2 separate regions of the Oryctolagus cuniculus genome follow, and region 1 is linked to region 2. A link is a contact called in public Micro-C data. All regions are on one chromosome and are shown on one strand. Each heading gives the region's core, a stretch centred on a gene start, on an enhancer-like site or on the middle of the called end of the contact. The rest is flanking DNA. Distances are from core to core; before and after follow the strand shown.

Region 1 (6,479 bases), core at 2,040-4,539, 95 kb before region 2:
AATAATCAAGTTGTACTCCACCCACAGGCACTCTCATCTGTAAACATTCCAAAAGGAATAGGACATTGCATTCTTGGCTGGAAATGAAACAAGCAAGTGAATCATCTGAAAATTCAGGGTTGGAGTAAGTTTTAATCTGATTAGAGTGATAGATATCTGCATTCACAAGCTCCCTGAAAACCATGAGCCCCACAGTAACCCCACCTATGACATTTGCCACCTTTCATGTTCTGCTGCTGGGAGTCTTATCTTAACCAGGGTTCAACAGCCAAACCATAATTTTTTGTCACTGTAGAAAGAGCACTGTACTAAGACTCAGAAATGAACTTTGTCTTAGTGTTCTTAGCAACCATATAAGTATGGCCTTGAGCAACTCACTTCATTATCCTGCATTCCAGTTTGTCATCTGTATAATGAGCTAATGATACTTGCCCAGCCTACCTTTTTTAAAGAATAACTGAGGTGTCTCATGAGAAAGTGCCCTGAAAATAGTAAAAATATTACATAAATTACACAAATACTTAAGTCATAAAAGTATATGGTATAGGGCCAGCGCCGCGGCTCAATAGGCTAATCCTCCTTCTAGCGGCGCCGGCACACTGGGTTCTAATCCCAGTTGGGGTGCCAGATTCTGTCCCGGTTGCCCCTCTTCCAGGCCAGCTCTCTGCTGTGGCCAGGGAGTGCAGTGGAGGATGGCCCAAGTGCTTGGGCCCTGCACCCGCATGGGAGACCAGGAGAAGCACCTGGCTCCTGCCTTCGGATCATCGCGGTGCACCAGCCATGGCGGCCATTGGAGGGTGAACCAACGGCAAAAGAAGACCTTTCTCTCTGTCTCTCTCTCTCACTGTCCACTCTGCCTTTCAAAAAAAAAAAAAAAAAAAAGTATATGATATAGAAATGTCATAGAACAAAAAGTTTCTTAGAAACTTAGTGGATCTATGAAAAAGCTTCTATTTAATAAAAATCCTCTCTAATTCTCTTGCAAATTAGAAAGTCTCTCTAAAGAATTTTTTCTTTTGCCTCATCATCATTCTAAAATATCTTAGATTACAGAGATAATTCTGAAAACATTGCACGTAAGTCCTAGTGAAAAAGCCATTTTCCCCATTGCCTACTCTTCAGTGAAGCTATTGGTTGCCATTTAAAATAGGGCTAGTCATGAAAATTGAGCCCCTATGTTACTGCCAGATATGTGGGATAGTGTGGAGGGTTAGGGTAGAAGTTGGTGAAGGAGGGAAGGAGGGAAAGAATTAAAATGTAAAGGCTAAAATAGCCTTCCTTGATAGCTTGTTAAAATCAGTTAATGGCATCCAAGGAATTTAGAACATTATTTCTATCACCTGGCTCTTTTGAAAGTGCTCAGTACACCAGTAGCCTGGAAGATTACCTGGGAGTTGGTTAGAAAGGCAGATTTCCTTGGCGTCATCTTAGCCCTACCAAATAGGGATGTATATTTTAATAAGATCCCTGGGTGATTTTTATTACAGTTTGGGACTCACTAGTCTATGAGGTACTTCTAGACGTATGATGCTATTTTATTCTTAAGTTTTTTCTATCAGTATTATTGAGGCTGGCACTGTGGTGTAGCTGGTTAAGTGGCTGCCTGCAGTACTGTCATCCCATATGGGTGCCAGTTCGAATCCTGACTGCTCCACTTCCAATCTAGCTCCCTGCTAATGTGCCTGGGAAAGAAGTAGAAGATGGCCCAAGTTCTTGGGCCCCTGAATCCATGTGGAAGACCCAGACGAAGCTCCTGGCTCCTGGCTTCAGATCAGCGCAACTCTAGCCATTGCAGCCAACTGGGGAGTGAACCAGTGGGTGAAAGACACCCCTCCCCCCCCATTCTCCTTCTTTCTCTCTGTAACTCTGACTTTTAAATAAATAAATAAATCTTTAAAAAAAAAAACAACAAAAAACCCAGTATTGTTAACTGTTTGCCTTCCTCATATTCCATTATCTAGAAAAACTCAAGTAAATTTAGACAGAGAGGCATAACTAGGGTGGCAGCTGAATGAGGGATATAAATGTGGACTTTCTGATTCTAAAGCATATAATTCTCCCAGTGTAGCTCTCTTCTGTTCTTTCTGTACAATCTCTGTTTCTCAGGTACTGAATATGAGGCCTCACCGTGAAACCAGGTCTGAGCTCAAGCATTATTCAAATTACCCCTCCTTGTGATACAGAAACATCACTGAAACAGAGGAAGAATGGTCTCTTTCTGTGGACATTCAGACCCTAAGGGAGATGGCACAGGAAGTTACCATTTCACATTCTTTTTTTTTATTTGGATGATTGAGGTTTTAAATGACATCAACCTTTCTAAAATCATTCTGTTAATTCATTCTTGACTGATTCCATCATCACAGTACCACCATTATAGGTGCCACCTGGAGTTACTCAATTCACAGCTAACTAGACTTTTGAAGGTTGCTCCCGCATGGCAGTTTGAAGGGTCACTTGGAGTCAAGAGTCGACTTACTTTGTCAGGTGGAGGCCTGATTCACTTACTAGAAATGCTTGAAACACACAACTGAATGTTCTCCACCTTTGTCTTTATTGAAAAATGCCCACCTTGTCATTGAAAACATGTTTGGGATAGTAGTAAACAGGAAGTGATTTGAAAAGGCTCATCATCAGGGATGTTTATAGGTGAGAAATACAGGATTAACCACTCCTCACTTAATAGAAAATACATGTAAAGGAAAGAGAAAGAGGAAGTGAGGGAGGAAGGGAGAAGATAGAGGGAGAGAGAAAGGAAGGAAGGAAGGAGAGAAGGAATGAGGGAAGGTAGGAAGGGAGGGAGGACAAACCAAATAATGAAGAATTCAAGGAATATTACAGAAATTAAAATTGTCTTCTGAAACTTCTTTGCATGTCAAATGTGCAAACTTTAGTGCTATTGAGATGAGACTTTTATATTATATACCTTAAAATCCTCATGAGTGAGCTTAGCTGATTTTCTAGGTGGAGAAGTGTGGCCCTATAATACCTCTTTCTTCTTCTCTACTGCTAGGGTACAGCACAGAAGACACAGACAAACCTTAGAGAACTTTAAGGTAAGGTGTCTATAAAATCCTCCATTCTTACCTAGACTCAGAGTCACTCACCAAGTAAAAACAAATCCTAGATGGTTGTTCCTGTTTAGTTCATAAAAATGTCATTTTATTCCCCACCAAGTCTTTCTGTCCATCGCTGGAGCTTACAAGAGACACTGAACTATTTTATTATCATTCTTACATACAGATGCCCACAGGTCTCTATTTAACAGTGTGCTTTCAGCATGAATGTTCTTTACCAACTCTAACTTTCCAGACCCCAGACATTATTCACTGCAAACATTTTCTGAAGCTTCCCTTGATAATAAGATATAACCACAGTTCATAGCTTATGTCTCTAGTAGAGTACTTGGGTGTTTTGCTTCTTTTAGAGTTACTTGTGCAACTGTAAATCTCCCCTACTGGGAACTCATCAATCTCTTTTACTAGATTATGTTTTACTTGTTTGTATGATTTTACAAGCTCTTATAATACCAATTTCTTACTCATTCAGAAACATATAGGTGCAATCATAAGTCACCATTTAAATGGGAGTATCTTTCTCAAGGAAACCAATGTTAGGCCTTGCTCCTGAAGTGTGAGTTGGCAAGTCATGATTATATCCTTCCAACTCTGTGGTTCTTTGAGGCTGCCTCTGTACCCCAGGGGCCTTATCTAAACCTGTGGGACTTGTTTTCCAACCTCCATGAAAAGAGTTCCTCACTTCCAAACACAGGTCCACCCTTTTTCACTTTAAAAGTGCCTTGCTAGTATGCAATGTAGATATGTGTAGTAAACCGTCAGAAGACTTCTTAAACAGTTTATTTTCATCTATTTGAAAGGTAGAGCAACAGAGTATGGGAGAGAGATCTTCCATACAATTGTTCAGTTCTCAAACACCCACATAAATTGGGGCACAGCCAGGGCAAAGAAACTGAAACTCCATCTGCAACTTCCATGTGAGTAACATGGCCCAAGCATTTGGGCCTTATCTGTTGTTTCTCAGGATGTATTAACAAGAAGATGGAATAATTGAGACTCTGACACTCTGATATGGGATGTGGGTGTCCCAATCAAGGCTTAATCTACTGAGCTTCAATGCCCTGCCCCAGAAGACTGGCTTACTTTTTTCTTTCTTTCTTTCTTTTTTTTTTAAAGAAATCAGTATTTGTGGCACAAGTGACTTAGGAAAAGTAATGTGGAAATTAAAAGAAGACACTTTTAGAAATAATATTATTTTTTCTACACAACTATATCTTAAGTTCTTTCCTATATTGCTACATCTATGAAAATATGTCAAACAATTCTGACAAAAAATAATGATTATTCCCATGACTGATATTACAGGGAAGTTGGCTTGAGAGTGCAGGTACCTAAAAACATATAGAGATTCTGTAAAGGAGTCCAGTGTTCAGTGTTGCAAAATGGAAGATTTAAAAGTGAGATGAAAATATTTGGGATGAAGAACACAAAATGAAGTGCTATTGGAACTAAAAGCAAGACTATTCTGAGTGCTACAGAAGCAAATACTTCACCAAATGAAAGAGCTTCCCAGAAGTCAGGATCAGAGAAATGTTCATTTAGCAACTAACTCGAGTTTTGCAATAGTCCCTACTTGATGCAGATGCTGTAAAGTGAAGAGATATCAACAATAAATAGATGTCATATATTCTCATTAGTTTCTTTTTTATGTATGTTAAGTATCATGTATTTATTTGAAAGGAGAGAGAGGAGAGAGAGGTTTGAAAGAGATTTCCTGAATCTGCTATTTCACTGCCTAAATGCTGGCTGTAACTGTCAGGGCTGGGCCAGGCCAAAGCCAGGAGCCTGAAACTCCAACTAGGCCTCCCACATGGGTACAGGACCCAAGAACTTAGAGATCATCTACTGCCTCCCAGGTACATTAGCAAGAAGTAAGATTGGAAGTAGACCTTGGACTCAATCTCATGCACTCCAACATGGGATGTGGGTGGCTTAACCTGCTGAGCCATGATACCCACCCCTGTAGTCTCCTTTTACTAAGTCAATAAAACATGATAACTGGACTTAGTCTATTTGTCTCCAGGATGTAAGATAAATTCTTTCAAAAATTAAGTAAATAAAAGCTAGAAGGACACAAATTATCTGAGCAATTCTCGACTAGAAACCACTTTTTAACCATGTGATGTGCAGTCAAGTGTGTTGGCTAACAGTGTGGATTCTCAAGCCTGACAGTCCAAATCTCCACTCACTAGACAACTTTGAGCAGTTGCTTAACTCTTCCATGTGTTGGTTTCTTGTGTCTGCTGTCAGGATACCTCAGTGAAGAACTGTGAGGATTAAATTAATGAATGTAGAAGACCCAGGAGGCCGGCGCCGTGGCTCAATAGGCTAATCCTCCACCTTGTGGGGCCGGCACACTGGGTTCTAGTCCCGGTTGGGGCGCCGGATTCTGTCCCGGTTGCCCCTCTTCCAGGCCAGCTCTCTGCTGTGGCCAGGGAGTGCAATGGAGGATGGCCCAGGTGCTTGGGCCCTGCACCCCATGGGAGACCAGGAAAAGCACCTGGCTCCTGGCTCCTGCCATCGGATCAGCGCGGTGCGCCGGCAGCAGCGGCGGCCATTGGAGGGTGAACCAACGGCAAAAGGAAGACCTTTCTCTCTCTGTCTCTCTCTCTCTCGCTGTCCACTCTGCCTGTCAAAAATAAAATAAAATAAAATAAAATAAAATAAAATAAAATAAAAGAATGTAGAAGACCCAGGACAGTGCCTGGCATACAGCAGGAGTTCTCTATATATAGCTCCATTTATGTTACTGGTTTTAAAATTCTCTGTGGTGCAGTGGTTCCATTTTCAGATATACTCAGAGATTCAGAAAATATTAACAATATGATCGGGGCCGGTGCCATGGCTCACTTGGTTAATCCTCCGCCTGTGGTGCCAGCATGCCATATGGGTGCCGGGTTCTAGTCCCTGTTGCTCCTCTTCCAGTCCAGCTCTCTGCTGTGGCCCGGGAGGGCAGTAGAGGATAGCCCAAGTGCTTGGGCCCCTGCATCCACATGGGAGACCAGGAAGAAGTACCTGGCTCCTGGCTTTGGATAGGCGCAGCGCCAACCGTAGAGGCCATTTGGGGAATGAACCAACAGAAGAAAGACCTCTCTCTCTCACTCTCTCTCTCTCTCACTGTCTAACTCTACCTGTCAAAAAAAAAAAAATGATGACAAAGTCATAAAGCCACATTCTATGGCTAGTGAGTTCTAACTAATTTAAATTTTATTACATATAATCCTAACTTATTTTTAAAAATAACTACTGTATATATTTTAAATTTCATTTAATTTATTTTAAAAGAAAAGAGACAGATGGAGAGATAGACAGGCAGATGAGAGATTTCCACAAATGCCCATTAACAGTGAGGGCTGGGCCAGACTGAAGTCAGGCGCTGGAAAGTTCATTTGGGTCTCACTC
Region 2 (7,119 bases), core at 1,252-3,751:
AGTTTCCACTGGCAAAGAGAGTAAAGTATAATTTCAGGAAACCTATGGACCAGCTTTTCATCTAAAAGCATTTTATGAAACTCAATTTTTTATGAGGTACATTACTTATAGACACAGAGATGATTCTTTTCATCTCTCTATGTCACAGAACTATACCAAAACCAGCCAATGAATCATCACCAGATGTCTACATCTGGTGGGCGTCAATATCACTTCCCAGGTGGAGAAACAGAGACAGAGTTTCTTAGCTCCAGCCAAAGGCATCCAGTGAGTCATCGGTAGGTTAGAAGAGAGAACCTGTGAGTCAAGTTTCCCTCCTCTGGGAATTGGTTTTTCGAGAAAGGCCTCAGTCTCACCTTGGATAAACTATGGCTTCAACCAAAACCAAAAGCAAAATCTTGTTTGCATTAACACAAAATAAAACAGGAAGGAATTCTCTAAAATTGTGTGTTAATACATTTCTCAAAGGTATTAACTTTTTCATGGGGGAAATTTAATGAGTATTTTCCAACTACTCACTTAGAAGGTATAATTATAACTCAGGAGGTCAACAAGCATCCCTTAATGATTGACCTTTTAGATTAGTCTTGCTATAAAGTAGTTCTAACATGAGAACCTTGAAAAGTTACAATGACAACACTCAAAACCATCATACAACCTGACCAAATTCTACAGGTGTTCAAGTTACTAAAGTGGATTTGGAATGTATTTAATAACTATTCGGCTTTTCACATGCACTGTCAGTAGTCATCCCTGGCCAGGAGGTGGACAAAGCAAACGCAGTAGATATGAGTAGTGCCAGCGCTTCCCACACTGGGCACACAATGGGGCAGATGCAGTCTTGTTTATTTAGGAGAAGACTAAGGAAGCTTTTCTTCAAGGTGATAAGTGAGAATGAGGCAGTTTTCTGACATGATACTGAAACCTTTTATCTAAAACAGGGGAGTCATCCAATATCTTCATATTGAACATCCTTAGAAATATTCCTCTCCACATAATTCTTTCCAGCTTGACCAATGGCAGACACCTATCACACAGAAATTCCCACACCACAGGTGCGAATGTGGAGAGCCCCCTCTTCTCATCGCCTCTCTTTTCCAGCTGATCTGGGCCTTCGCCAACTCTGTCTTCTTGACTCCATTTTCCTTAAGACCTATTTTACTTCCCTTCATGTTATTTGGGGAGGTTACAAAACAATTTTGCTTGATAATCTTTTCAATGTGTCATTAACCTTCCCTTTTGGAAATAAACTTTCTGCCTCTTCTGAGGACCCAGGTTCCAAAGTAAATCTCTAGAAGCTTCATCAGAGAGTCTTGGAAGGGACTTTCCTGGAATTACTGTATCTTAAAACAAAAAAAAAAGAAGTAAATAGAGGAAGAAAGAAAGAGAGAGAGAGAGAGAGAGAGAGAGAGAGAAAGAAAGAAAGAGAGAGAGAGAGGCCACCACAAACGTGGTAGAAGACACTGACTGAGATGGAACCTATGATGTGGGAATCTGACTTTTATTGTGAAAAGTTAGGGTGGGTGTTTGGTGCAGGTGTTAAGATGCTGCTTTGAACACCTGCATTTCCTATCTGAGTGCTTGGGTTTGAGTCTTGGCTCCCTTCTCAATTCCAGTATTTTGCTAATGTGCACCCTGGGAGGCAGCAGATGGTGGTTCAAATATTGGGTCTCTACCACCCATGTAGGAGACCTGGGTGGAGTTCTGAGTTCCTAGCTTCCCCTGGGTCCAGCCCTAACTGTTGAGTGAATTAACAGATGGAAGATTCTTTCTCCTCTTTCTCCCCCCTCCCTTTGAAAGACTTAAATATTTTTTCTAAGAAGCCATAGTAAAGATTTATTGAAAATATATCTTATTTAATAATTTTGGATTATCTATTTAACTTTACGCACTTGGAAGAATTACCAAGTATACAATTTTTATGCCTGAACCCTACCAATCAATCCTCAAGATATGCAGAATCTTACAAGAACCAGAAGAAGAATAAGCTGTCAAGTTCAAACCTGGTCTTCAATATCCCAATTTCCACCCACCCTCACGGGAATTTAAAATAAAATTCTGCCTAGAGGGGAGAAAAGTTTTACCAGCGAGTCAGAGGCGAAACTGCAGCTTAGGCTGGGTGTCTGCTTTTCCCAAGCCAAGGTACTCTTCACTTCCTCATGACAAAACACATGATCAGAAGACTTGGATCAACTAAAAACTGATAACAAGGTTGTCACAAAACAGAATAAATGGCCAGTAGGGGTTGGGGACTCTGGGCAGCGGTTGTGGGTTGGGGGATGCACTCACTGTTGAGATTCAGCAAAGAGTCGAAGACTTTGCACTGGATCTGCCCGGTGCTCTGCGACACACAAGACATCCAAAGCCCCTCGTAGATGGCTTGGGCGGTCACGATGCTGTCGCCGGCATAGGAGTAAATCTTCCATTGAGGCAGGGCGGTGCTGACGATGGAGCCGATCCAACCCAGGAAGGCCAGGATGAAGCCCAACAGCTGCAGACCCGCGTTGGCCATGGCTCGCTCTGGCGCCCGCGCTGGCTCAGGGTTGGCAGGTGTAGAAGGCGGAGAGTTTGCAGGTGCGCACTTGGGGCTCCCAGAGGTAGCTGGGCCGAGCCTAGGAAGTTACTGCGTGGAGGTCTACTCGTTGCGCCGCCGCTGGGGAGGCTTTGGGTAGGAGTCCAGATCCGCGTCTTGCTTGGCGCTGGAGTTGAAACGCGAGAAGTTGTCGTTGCTCCCAGGGTCGGGGACTGAAACGCAGAACCGCTGGGCGCTGCAATTTAAAGCAAGCAGCTTCGTTCCGGCCGCAGCCAGTCAGCGCCCCCTGGCGGTTTCACGGTGGCCCACATGGAGGGCGGCGGGGCGCGCAGGTGTCTGAGGCAGCCAGGAGTCCCTGGAGGGAATGTTCTAGGTGTTGTGAGGACCACCCCTGAAGAGGACCAGGCACCAGGAATGCTGCTGGGCCGCTGCTTCCTAATCTCTTCTCACTCTTGGCAGGCTTCTCGGGCTGTTCATTCATTTACTCGACATTTACCCCCAAAATACTATGTACTAGTATGCAAACAATAAAAATTCATCGAGGGGAAAAATGGAGTCCTCAAGAGCTTCTATTTCTCTGTTTTGCTTTCTCCGGTTTCCCTTTTTAATTTTTTCCCCTGGATCTTATTAAAAATAATTGCTGTCTAACTGCATCCTTCCCACACACATTTCCTCTTCCTTGTTCAACTGCCTGCCATTTCTCCTGTGCTGCTGCTCTACCATTTCAAGGTCTTCCCAACGTGAGGGTCTTTAGAGATCTTTGCACGTTCTATAGAAGGAACTTGAGATCCAAAGAGGAAACGTGTTTTCCATAGAATCACACAGCAAGCTGGTAGTGTGCACAGTTCTTGCCTCACTCTGCCTTCTACTCCCTGAAGTACCACTCTTAAATCAATTCTATCATCTGTTATGGGCCATTTGAAAATGGAGGCAGCTCAGTCCACCACACACCCACACACACCCACACACACACACCCACACACACCCCAATCTTCACCACAGCAGTCTGTCTTACAGCAGCACTTCATTAGCAGAGGGACCCAGCCAGCATCCCAGTCCTGCTCTAGGCTGTTGCATTAATGGATTATCGAATGTCATTCATCCAAGGTGAGTGCATCAGAACAATCTCTCTGCAGTGCCAGGAGGACAGGGCTGGGATTTAGGAAGTTTGGGTTCTGGCTCTGACTTTTACAGTCGCTGTCTGTGCCGCCCCCTCATGTTTTGGTCTAGTTGAGCCTTTAGTTTCCCTTATGGATCTCTCAAAGCTTTCCTCCTCATAGTTATTCAGAAGTGGTGCTGTGGTTGGGAACAATTACAATGTTTTCCCAACTGTTTCTTGTGTGTGGTGTAAGTGTGGTGGGAGGAGAAGTTTCTATGGTTTTAGTAAAAACGGAAGCATTTAGGAGGCAGAAACAAGCATACAAAGAGGAAAACAAGATGTGCTCATATATATTATGGGAGCTACAAGTGTGTGGCAAGGAAGGAATAGTAAAAGTGTTCAGAGTGGGAATCAGAGGAGTGACAAAACATCTACCACCCTCACCTCCACCTGCCTATCTCCAGATGCCTTTTGTGAAGGCTTAAGGCTAAATGACTGGTCTGCATGGGGTGGTGGGGGATGGGGTGGGATGGGGAGGAATGAAGAGGATAAGATAGGAGCTGGGTGAAGAGATTTGATTTTGAGTAAGCAAGGTTAGCATAAGTGAGTGCCGGCCTTCTGTCAGCTTCCTCAGACCCCACAAAAGCTCTAAGTAAGCTCTGTAGTGCAAGCCATGTCCATGCTGCAGCTCCAGCATCGGGACCTATAGTCAGGACTAGTTTCTGGGTTCAGGTGGATGTTCTGGGAGTGTGAATGAAGCCTGTCAGTGTGGATGAAGGAGTACCAGCTGCAGTTGACCTTACTGATTTCCCAGATCAGAGGAGGTGTTCTGAGCTGGCTACAGGACTACATGAGTATGATGTGATACACATGATCATAACTTTTTTATTTTTTGTTTAATCTTTTCAGAATTAAAACTATTTTTCCAAGCTGAGATTTGATTCCAGTAAACATTCTATCACACATGTCTTTTTAATCCGCATCAGGATTGTTTCTATCAACCTAGAGTTGGCAGGGGATTAGAGGAATGGATTCTGTGGTCAGCAGGGCCCTGTGTTTTTGTTTTTGTATTCCTGGTCTGTGTGAGGCTGATGACTTCATCACCCACAGATCTGTCTGCAAGGCTGAAGTGAGTGCCGTTGGCTTCACTGTGACCCAGGTCCATCTCTGGCATCCTAATCTTGTCTAGTTTTCTGTCCTTAGTCTCAGGCTGGAGTCCAGGTGAGATAATGGCTTAGCAGAGATCCAGCAACTCAGAAGAAAACAAACACAGACCTGGAGCACAAATAATAAGGTCAGTTCTGTGATGGAGAACATTCTAGAAAGACTGACAATGGTGGTAAGTGTCCGAGTCTGTTAAGTAGGGAAATTTACTATGTATCCTCAAATTAATTACTTTCTTTTTTTGCCTCAGTTTCCCTACCAGTAGAAGTTAGAGGTTGACTTCTGAAAGTCCACCCAAGTCTAAAGCTGTATGACTCCAATAGTAGCTGACAATTATGTATTTTTTTCTGTCATTTTGAGAGGCAAAAAGAGGGAGAGAGACAAAGACAGAGTGCTCCCATCCACAGGTTCACTCCCTGAATGCCTGCAATGACCAGGGATGGACTGGTTCAGAATCTAGGAGGTAGGAAGTCTCACAAGTGGGTGGCAGGAACCTTAGTACTTGAGCCATCACCGCTGCCTCTCAAGGCATGCATTAACAGAAAGCTGAAACCAGGAGCAGAGTATGGAACCTAAGTGCTCTAATACTGGGTAAAGAGAACCCAACTGGTGCCTCAACTGCTGGCCTACATGCCTACTCCGGCTAGGTTTTTCTATGTTATCTCTGTGTGAAAGAGAGACACATTATGTGTTTCCAACTCCAGGCAGTGGTGAGAGGTTCCACTCTGTGATGTCCCTCTCAGTCTCTGTTGTAACACACAGAAATTGTGGGCCTTGGGTATCCACAGTCATGTGAGGAGAGAGGTATTGTGGAAGCAGCAAATAGCCCACTGGTTGACCTCATGTGCGTAAATGACTGATGTGTGGACTTAGCCATGACCCTGAAACCAGTAATAAGTAGAAGAGATTTACAAACAGATGGAATAAAGGTGATACTAAAGGCAGAAGTGAGTGTAGTGAGATGAATTCTCAAGAGAGATTCTCAGAAATGGTTAATGAGAGTAACAATACCTCTGGTGTGTTAATTTTCAACTTAGTGATGATCCATGTTAATGGTGACTTTTTCAGGGCTTCCCAGGTAATGAAAACAGGACGGACAAATGTGTTACTCAGTATACAATATGCTGTGTAATTATTTAGAGCTTGAAAAATTTATCAGAGTATGAATGTGTAGCATGCAAATACCATTGGTGGATTCCTTTTTTTAAAAAAAATATTTTATTCATGTTTTTGAAAGACAGAGTTACAGAGTGTGGGGGGGAGACACAAAGAGAGAGGGAGAGACAAAGAGATATTCCATCTGCTGGTCCACACCCCAAAGACCACAATAGCTGGGGTTGGGCCAGGCTGAAGTCAGGAGCCAGGAACTTCTCCTGGGTCTCCCACATGGGTGCAGCGGCCCAAGCACTTGGGCCAGTCTCCAATGCTGTCCCAGGAACACTAGCAAAGAGCTGGATCACAAGTTGAGCAGCTGGGACTCCAACCAGAGGCCTTATGCAACGCTGACATCACAGACAGTTGCTATGCCACAACACCAACCCTCATTGATGCACTCCTGCCATAACTTCTTAAAACAGTGAGTGTGGGAGGGAGGGAGTGTAGAGTGGGAAGAGTCTCTATGTTCCAGATTTGTATTTATGAAATGCATGAAGCTTGTATTATCTTTAATAAAAGATTTATGAAAAAAGAATAAAATCCTGACATTTGCAACAAAATGGATGCAACTGGAGATCATTATGGTATGTAAGATAAGCCAGATCCAGAAAGCAAATATCATGTTTCTCTTATTCATGGAAGTTAATAAGGAGGGTATAAAAATTGTGTGGATTTCATATTACTTAGTTTTTATTCATAAGTATTGCTTCACTAAATCCTACCATTTGTACCATAGAAATGACAATAAATTCTTCTTTTCTCATATTAAAAAAGAGAAAAAGAAATGGAGACAGGAATAGTGAGGATCTTTGCAGTACTGTAGCTTTGTTCTTAATTTGGATATTGGTTATGAGTGTGCTTAGAAAAAAAATCACTTATCTGTACACTTGTGTGCATTTCTTTGTATGTATATTGTATTTCAAAGCAATGTCTACATAAATAAAAAAATTCCAAAAACAAAGAAGCAAAACAAAACCATAAAAGTCCCTTGAAGCTACATATAATTTTTGAGAATGTATAAGGTGTAATGATTGAAAACATGTTTTTTGAATCTTAGTTCTGTCATTAGAGTAACCTCAAAAAATTGGTACGACATCTTCTTGCAACATAAATTTTTTGCCTCTTTAAAGTGAGTTAATTCCAAGTATATTATGGATATTAAAAACAT

Evidence for each region. Hi-C and Micro-C count contacts between places; a contact is called where the count stands out from the background.
Region 1: a Micro-C map of ear pinna shows a contact between it and region 2, with 5 times the contacts expected there. The contact joins the enhancer-like site here to the promoter of CLDN1 in region 2. A contact is called at or near these places in 6 of 6 Hi-C or Micro-C datasets (ear pinna, embryonic fibroblasts, liver and 3 more).

The regions. Positions count from the first base shown.
Region 1 is chr4:89,358,716-89,365,194 of mOryCun1.1, reverse strand. No RefSeq gene overlaps it. Among named protein-coding and RNA genes, the nearest start is that of CLDN1, 95 kb to the right of the region's middle. Within about 2 kb of position 3,289, at least 1 of the 8 cell types and tissues checked has an H3K27ac peak or open chromatin away from gene starts, as enhancers often do. A contact at or near this core is called in ear pinna, where this site is marked.
Region 2 is chr4:89,262,156-89,269,274 of mOryCun1.1, reverse strand. It overlaps CLDN1 (claudin 1), which reads right to left and starts at 2,501. Exons shown (of 4, transcript NM_001089316.1): 1 at 2,290-2,501. The coding sequence starts at 2,501.